3 separate regions of the Sus scrofa genome follow, and regions 1 and 3 are each linked to region 2. Evidence: chromatin contacts called from public Hi-C and HiChIP or PLAC-seq data. All regions are on one chromosome and are shown on one strand. The core of a region is the stretch at or near the end of the contact, and the rest is flanking DNA. Distances in the headings are between cores, read along the strand shown. Region 1 has its middle 22 kb from the start of CNOT6. Region 2 holds the start of GFPT2 (glutamine--fructose-6-phosphate aminotransferase [isomerizing] 2). Region 3 holds the start of MAPK9 (mitogen-activated protein kinase 9).

Region 1 (2,700 bases), core at 135-2,634, 61 kb before region 2:
TAGGCAAATCCATAAAGACAGAAAACAGATTCATAGTTGCTGGGAAATGGGGGCAGAGAAGAATGGGGAGTGACTGTTCATGGGTGTGGGGTTTTCATCTGAAATGATGAAAAATTTCTGGAACTAGATAATAGTGATTATAACAACATTATAAATGTACTTACTCCCACTGAAATGTGTTCTTTAAAATGGCTTAAATGGCAAATATATTACATGTATTTTACCCCAATTTCTGAAAAGGGTAAAATATGTATCTAACATCAGATGCGGCCCTTCCATGATGTATGGTCAGGGTGCCAGTCCTGGTTCCTCCACTTCCTGGTGGAAGGCCCTGGGCATGTCCCATCTCTTAAGTCTCCTCTTTGAGACCCTCAAGGGGGGGGTCCAGTGGGATTAGCAGAAATCTCTGTAAGCCTTTAGGCCATATTTAAATAGGATATGAGGGCCCAGCCCCCCAAGGGTGGGGTTTGAAATCAGATTATGGGGTAAGAATTGAGGAGAGTGGCAGTGTGTTTGCCTGTGCAAGTCTGTAAGTGTTTGGTCTCGGTTTCCTGTTCTATAATTCCCAGGGGACAACCCTGGACAGGGGGTAGTTCCTCATGTCTGTTATCTTCAGTACCTGCTCCCTAGAGCCTCACCCCAGAGACACAGATGGTGTCTCAGCTTTAAACACAAAGCTAGTAACCTTAGTGAAATTAACGGATCCCTTGGAGCCTCAGTGTCCTCATCTGTGACAGAAGGATAATAATATCTACCATGGAGTATGGTGATGAAACAGTGAGGAGAGATTTTATACTCTGCCTCATTCTACGGTTTTGAGGCAGCAAGATAATGTGTGCCAAGGTCCTAGCCCCAGGATTTTTCCTTTGTTCTGGTCCCTCTTTCCTCCACAAGCCCTTGCTCCTCCCAAGACACTCTGCCTTCACTCTCTCTCTCCTTCTCCACCTAAGATTTCAGGACAATCTCACCCTAGTGGGGAAGGCCTCTCTGTGGGTAAGCACAGAGCTGCAAGACTGGCAGAAAGGGGCTCCTGGGAGACAGAGGGCAAGAACAGGGAGTCCCAGGACCCCCAAAAGCCCAGCTTTGCCCTATGGAGAGCCACTGTTCTGGATTCTTACCAGGTGAGTGATCACAGGCCACTCCAGGCTCACAGCCCACTTCCAAGGAAGTTCTGCTTGTGGCCAAGACAGCATGGTACAAGGCTGGAAGAACCTTCAGCCCCTGCTTCCCAGGAGGGCTGCCCCTTCCTCAAATGGGGCAGCTGCTCTCACTCTCCACGCTCTGCTGGCCTGGCTCCAGGCACACATGCCTTCCTGTGGCTGTAATCACAGGGCTCTCCCCACAGTGCGTTGCTCAGGCCTCCAAGTTGCGACATTGCTCTTAGCACCTCGCTTTCCAACACCATCAAGCCAAAGTATGTAAGTCAAAGAACCACGCCTGGCTGTACGAGGTTCCCCCCTCTTTTGGATTATTTCATCAGAGTAAATTCCCAGCAGTGAGACTCTTAGGCTAGAAAACCTGAAAAACATTTTTATGGCTCTTGCTGCTTATTGCCAAATTATCTTCTCATATGCTTGTACATTCTCACTATCAGTTAATGAATATACTTGGTTTCCCTGCAGGATCACTGGCTTTGATTCTAAGCATTACTTTTCAAAATTTTGCAAATAGCTTTACTCTTCCAGTTTTGGAAATTAAAAAAAATGCTTGTTGTAATATTTCTAATAATATAGACATATAAAGAGGCCACTGGTGATGAGACATCTTACAGACAATAACTAAAATCCTGCATACTTTGTGAGGGCATTTTCATACATAATCATTAATACCATTTTGACACCAAATCATCAAGAAATCTTTGGCATCATCCAATGCCCATCCATAGTTTCATTTTCCCATTTCCTCAAAAATAAAACCTCTTTTCATTTGTTTTGTTCAAATAGGAGCCACACAAAGGCCACACAGGATATTTGGATATTATATTTCTTAATTCTCTTTTAATCCAGAGTGCCCTTCCCCCTTTTGCCTTTCTTGCCTTTGACTTGCTGCATGAGCCATGTCAGTCACCCTGTAGAGGGTCCCCTCCTTCTCAATTTGTCTGGCTGACTTGTGTCAAGTCAATTGAACTGGATCCTCTTCTCCCCTTCCTCCTAAAGCTGTCACTGAATTCAGGTTCAACTTTTTTGGCAGAAAGCATCAGAGGCAGAGCTGGGGGCTACCTATTGCATCCCATTTGGAAGCATGGGACATCTGAGTGCTCTTTTCTTAGTGAGTCCAACACTGGTCCTTTCGAGGTAAATGTCCCATCAACCTTTCGGGCATTGTGATGCCACTGATCAGGAGTCCCCAAGATCCACCCCTCAGCTCAGTGCCATGGGGAGTGGGGATTCGATCTTTTACTCCTTGATTCATTAATTCTTTCTATTTGATGATACATTTGGAGAGAAATAAATGAAGCCAGCATTCATTAAACACTTACAAATGTGATGACCTAGTACCTGGTGCCTTACTATATACTGTGTTGTATTCAATCCTCATAACAAAATGGTGAGGAAGAAAAGTGACAAGATTGTAAGAGAAATGACAGTTGATAACATTTGGACTGCCTCACTTTGTGCAATACTACCCTTGAGGTAGACTCTGGTATCACCCCTAACTGACTGACAAGGAAGTCAAGGCTCAGCCTTGGTCCTGACTGGC
Region 2 (2,700 bases), core at 121-2,620:
TCCAGGCAGAGCCTAGCACCCTCCCCATCAGCCAGGCCTATATCCTACCAGGAATCACCTGGCTCTGAGACATTGGACTAAATATCTGCCTCCTACCGCTTTCTAAGTGCCATGAAGGCCCAGGCTGGATCTGTTTTCACTCATCACTAGGCCCCTAGTACCAGGACAGGCATGAAGCTGGCTGCTTAGGAATGAAGGAAACAACTGACATTGCACTGTGGAGGGTAGCTCCTGAACCAGCTCCACTGTTTCCCAGCAGGATGACTCAACCAACCCCCTCCTTACTGTTGCTGAGCCTCAGTTTCCTCAGAAGTCCAAGAGATACAAGAAACACCTCCTCCTGCCAGGGCCTGCAAAGCCTTGCTAGCCACAGAGGGATTACATCAGGAAAAATGCTCTAGACAAAACGTTAAAAGCTTCGTGCTTTTTCTTTCTTTTTTTCCTCTAACACGACTGAGGAGGATCTGTTGAGCATTTCAGGATTTTTTTTTTTTTTTTTTAAGTAAAATAAAAAAAACCACCAGATGGCTTCAAAGTACGCAAATGTTAGGCCAGTTCTCGTGACCCTCCTCGGGAGACCGGGCCCAAAACGCAGAGAGAAGGGGAGGGGAGGCCGGGAACCGCGGGCGGGGGAACACAGGCCTCAGTGACTCACGGCGGGGGCCAGATTAGGGCTCCCGAGATTAGGACGGCCAGGCAGAGGAGCCTCCGGCTGGAGCCCAGGCACGCCAGCTGCACTGAAAAGTCGGCCAGCGCCGCTCAGGGAAGGGGCAGCTTCCGAGGTTCCCCCATATTTGTTCAAGATTTGGGGAATCCCGGCCTCGGACTTCCGGCTCTGCGGTAAATCCCGGTTCGAGTTCTTACATTTCCCGACTTCCCAGTTTTGACAAAGTCCCTTTCCATCTCTGAACCTACCTTGTGCTGCGTCTCTGGTGCCCTAACAGGAGACTGGTCACAGAGGGGCTGCACATCCGGAACACGTGTTACTGCGCCTCACATTTGCTCTGTACCTTACACAGACTGCCTTGAATCTCACTACCACCTGGGAAATAGGTTCCATTGTTAGCCCCATTTTACAGACGGGAAAACTAAAGCACAGAGAGATTCCGTCCACTGCCCAAGTTTCCACGCCTACTCAGAGGTTGCGTCTCCTGTGAGCTCAGGAAGAGTGAGGCAACCGCCAGCGGATCTCCAGCACCTAATACCGGACGCCCACGTATTAACAGCCGGGACTTGCGCCTGGGAGCCGCCCCTCGCCCCCTGCCCAGACTCCAGGGGGCCCAGTGCCCGCCGTTGTCAGGACAACCTGGGGCCAATGGGGAGCTGGCAGGCGGGAGGAGGCCCCGCCTCGGCCCCGCCTCTGGTGTAGGACTCCGAGCTATAAGGGCCAGAGGCCAAGCGGCGGGAGCCAGAGTCCACGAGCGCTAGGCGTGCGCCGAGTACAGAGCGTCAGCAGCGCGCAGAGGCCCGGAGCCGCGAAGAGCGCGAGGAGCGGTCGCGATGTGCGGTGAGTGCAGCGCCCACCAGCGGCCTTCTCTGTGGCAGCCGCGGGTTCCGGCCTCTGAGAGCCTGGGCCCAAGAGCCAGACGCCAGGGGCCGGAGGCGGCGCGGGATAGGGGCGTCGATTTACCCCGGTCCCCCGACCGAGGGGCTTTCACGGGCCAGGCCTGCTTCCCTTTGCCCCGGCCGCCGAGTGGTTGTCCCAGAGAGGTGTGGGGGAGGGGGAATGGCCAACCCCGTCCGGGACCCACACAAGGGAGGGAATTGGTCCTGTCCCGGACCTGGACCTTTGAAACACAGAAGGGTCCATACCCCACGTCCAGTGAGGAAAGCGCCCCCAAGTTACCCACAAAGGCAGCCAAGCGCAAGCTCGCGAGCATCCTGGGCGCGGGGTGCCCAACCTCGCTTTCAGCCCAGCGCGCACACCAAGGAGAGGCGACACCGTCTGCACTCTCCCTGTCCCCGTGGTGTCAAGATCAGTCCCTGGTGCGCTCGGAAGGGCCTGTGCGTCCTCCTCGAACCGCAAAATGAACTTCTTATCCGTATGAGGGTTGATTCCGTATTGCCGCCTTTTTGCTGAAAAAAGCTCTCAGCGAGGCGCGGGGGAGAAGCAGCATCTACCGCCAAGCCTCGGGTCGAATCTGAGAGACGGAGCTCTGAACGGCGAGCGGGGCCGGGCTCCAGCGTCCCCAATGCCGCGGCGACTGGGCGCTGTCCGGCGAGGCTGCTAGACGGTGGGGAGGGCGGCCGGGCCCGGAGCGCACATCTGCAATTCCTTACTCTCCTGGCTGGGCCGCCTCCGCTGGCTGGGGAGAGGGCCGAGAACTTATGCTGGGACAAAAGGTCACTGTGCCTTGTGTCTTTTTTTTTTTTTTTTTTTTTTTTTCCCCTTGAGTGGGATTCAGTTACCCATTCCAGCCTCCTGTGGCTGGAGGACCTGGTGGAACTTTTGAAGCCATGAAAGGCTCTGTCTGACTTCACTGAGGGCTGCTGGGTGCGGTGTGGCAGCGGTGAACTCTGGGCCAAGGTCTATACAGGCCTTGTTTCTGAGGCCAGGCACTCCCGCATAAGTGAAAAAGGACCGACTGACCAAGGAGTAGGCAGCCAACTTTGGGGCGCAGCCTACCCCAGGCCAAGCAGGCATCAATTTAAATTCCTGAACCCTCAGCAAAAATGTCCAGATTCCAGGGCATTATTGGT
Region 3 (2,700 bases), core at 192-2,691, 53 kb after region 2:
AGGCTGAGCAGAGGTAAAGCTGGGTGTGAGCAGGAGCCAATCAGGTGGACCCTCCTCAACGGAGGTCACAGTCAGGAGCTACAATTTCAAGGAGGGATGTGCTATACTCAGTATCCAAAGTGGGAGTGGCCTGAGGGGGACACCATAGCTGGATCCCTTCCTCCATCCTACCCCTCTTCTGAGGCCCTGGTACCCCCAGCCTGGCCCTGGGTCACAGGCTTGCCACTCTCTCCAAATTCTGCCACCCCACCCCTTAACCTCTTCCACTGCAGAATCCTGCTCCTTCCTCCCGGTTTGGCCTCTGTCCTGGTCACCTGTAGTCCTGGTCACCTGTGAGGGCTGTCCCTCCTTCACAGTCCAACACTCTCCCCACCCCAAAGTCCAATTCCCCTCACCCCATCCACGGACCTCTGAGCTTTTTTCCAATGTGCACAGCCTTCTTGTCTCATTTCTGGCTTTGTTTATCCAAACACAGATCCAACAACACTCAATACTCTGGTCTCTCCCATCATTTCACAGGACTCCAGACCTGCTGGAACCCGACCCAGAGGCAAGAGGGCTGCAGGAGATGCTTCAAGAGGTCAGTGTCAAAAGCCCCCAGGCCCTAGGGGGCCGTCAGCTCTGCACTCTCTTCCCATTTACAACTCTGCCATTCTCTGAGACAGAGGCTTGACCTTTGCTTCAGGCGCCCCAGCCAGTTTTCTCTTCGCCTGTGTCACAGATCTGCCCGCGACACTTGTTTACACACGGCCGTCTCCTCGCATCCTCCTCCCCGACTTCTGGAAGCATTCCTCCAAACCCCTTCACAGTGAGCAGCGGAATCCAAGGACCCTATCTCGCCTCCCGACTCCCTGGCCGCCTCTGCCTCAGCCACCTGGCCCTGGATGCAAAATCCCAGCTTCTCCTCGCCCTCGCCCCGGGCTCTCCCCGAAGAGGGCTCTCCCCGAAAAGGGCCAGCTCCGTCTTCCTCCAGGCCAACTCGTCCCTGCCAGTCTGCACCTGCAGCCCGGTGGCCAGGCCCTCCGTCCTACCGGCCTGCCCTCTCCACCGCCTCCCGCCTCCTTGTTCGGCCGCCGCGCTGCTGGCCCCCGTGCGCAACAACGAACTCAGCTGGCGCGCAGGGCCGTGCCTGAGTCCACCAAGCGCGGACCCAACCTGCAGTACGGCCGCGGAGCCCGGGTCCCCGCAGAAACCGGCACTGAGTGGCCTGGCTCCGCCCGCCGCCCCGCCTGCGCCTCCTGACGGTAGCCCCCCCTCCTCAGCGCGATTGGCCGCGCTTGCCAGGCTTACCGCGAGCTGATTGGTCTTCACGCGGGTCTGTCAGGCTGGGCGCCGCGGCGGCGGCAGCGGCGGCGGCGGAGGAGGCTGGAGCCAGACCGGAAGGGTCCGAGCGCCCCGGCGCCCCTCACACCCACTGCGGCGGCGGCTAGTGGCGGCGGCGGCGGCGGCGGCGGCGGCGTGGCGGAGCGGAGCGGGGCGGGGCGGCTGGCCGAGCCCAGGGCAGCGGAGCCGCGAGCCGCGAGCCACGACCCGCCAGCGCGCAGCGCCGCCAGTCCGCCCGCCTGCCCTCTCCCCCAGGCGCGGCGGCAGGGAGGCGAGGTGAGCCCGGCGGGCGGGCTAGGCCCGGCGGGGACTGCTTGGGCCAAGCCCTGCCTGGGGGGGGCGGCAGGAGGGCCGCGCAGCCAGGGTCCGTGGAGGAGTGGAGGGCGGGGTGGGGAGTTGGGTGTCGCGGGGCCGGCTGACCAGTTCTGAGGAGCCAACCGGGTTCTGCTGGATTCTGGCGACCCTAGTCGCAGCCCCCTGTCTTCCTGGCTGTTGCAGCCGGGAGCTGAGGGCCCGCTCCCAGGTCTGGCCTCGGCCGACCTGCCTTAGGGTCTGTAGGCGCCACCCCTCCCGATTGTTTGGCACGCAGCTGCACACCCGCTTTGGGATGCTCAGAACCCGGGGTCTGGTTCCTGCGACCTTGGCAAAGGCATTGACCCTCGCTATTCCTTGTTTTTTCTCTCGGAAAGTGGGGGAAATGTCTATCCTTTTGGACAGGATTGTTGTCAGACCATATGAATATTTGTAAAAGCGCCTGGGGAAGAGCTCATTGCACATTTGGGGAAAATTGGGCGGGATACTGCCCCTTGCTGGTGCGAGTGTGGCAAGACCCCCCCCCCCCCCGCCCCTTCTGCCCAGAGGCCCCCATCCTCTAGCTCCTCCAGTGCCTCGTCATTGCACACTCATGCCCAGCAACGCCTGAGCGGGCCCTGCCCACCCCCCCCCCAGCTCTCCCCACTCCCCTAACCCAGAGCACTGCTCTCTTAGCCTACCTGTCTTACTTGCTGTAAACAGGCAGCCCTGTTTATCTCAGGACCTTTGCACTGGCTCTTTCCAGCAATTGGCGTTGTCTCTGGGCTCTTGGCACGGCTGGCTCCTTCTGGTCCTTCTTCTGGTCAGATGTCTCATTTTACTAGAGGCCTTCCTTGACCACCCTCTTTCTTCCCTTAGTCATTCTATCTCATGTTGTTTAATTTTCCCCTTAGTATCTGGTTTAAAGCTATTCTATTGATTTGCCTGTTTATTTTCTGTCTCTCCCACTAGGATGTAGCTTTATGAAAACAGGTAGTTGTCTGATTTGTCCACTGCTTTATCCCAGTGCTTAGAAAGCACACAGTAAGTACTTAGTAATACCAGTTCAATGAATGAATGAATGAC

The links. A called contact is a pair of places that touch in the nucleus more often than the background predicts. HiChIP or PLAC-seq counts read pairs in DNA pulled down with a chosen protein or histone mark.
Region 1: a contact with region 2 is called in a Hi-C map of mesenteric adipose tissue, with 2.8 times the contacts expected there. The contact joins the enhancer-like site here to the promoter of GFPT2 in region 2. A contact is called at or near these places in 15 of 47 Hi-C or Micro-C datasets (alveolar macrophages, brain, embryonic fibroblasts and 10 more) and 1 of 2 datasets of contacts at active chromatin or transcription factors (skeletal muscle).
Region 3: an H3K27ac HiChIP or PLAC-seq map of alveolar macrophages shows a contact between it and region 2. The contact joins the promoter of MAPK9 here to the promoter of GFPT2 in region 2. A contact is called at or near these places in 1 of 47 Hi-C or Micro-C datasets (fetal skeletal muscle) and 1 of 2 datasets of contacts at active chromatin or transcription factors (alveolar macrophages).

What each region holds. Positions count from the first base shown.
Region 1 is chr2:78,223,042-78,225,741 of Sscrofa11.1, forward strand. No RefSeq gene overlaps it. Among named protein-coding and RNA genes, the nearest start is that of CNOT6, 22 kb to the left of the region's middle. Within about 2 kb of position 1,385, at least 17 of the 83 cell types and tissues checked have an H3K27ac peak or open chromatin away from gene starts, as enhancers often do. A contact at or near this core is called in mesenteric adipose tissue, omental adipose tissue, retroperitoneal adipose tissue and 1 more, where this site is marked.
Region 2 is chr2:78,283,838-78,286,537 of Sscrofa11.1, forward strand. It overlaps GFPT2 (glutamine--fructose-6-phosphate aminotransferase [isomerizing] 2), which reads left to right and starts at 1,371. Exons shown (of 19, transcript XM_003123638.6): 1 at 1,371-1,507. The coding sequence starts at 1,501. LOC102163100 (a long non-coding RNA gene) reads right to left here and starts at 1,267. Exons shown (of 3, transcript XR_002341721.1): 1 at 916-1,267.
Region 3 is chr2:78,337,025-78,339,724 of Sscrofa11.1, forward strand. MAPK9 (mitogen-activated protein kinase 9) reads left to right here and starts at 1,442. Exons shown (of 12, transcript XM_005661441.3): 1 at 1,442-1,599.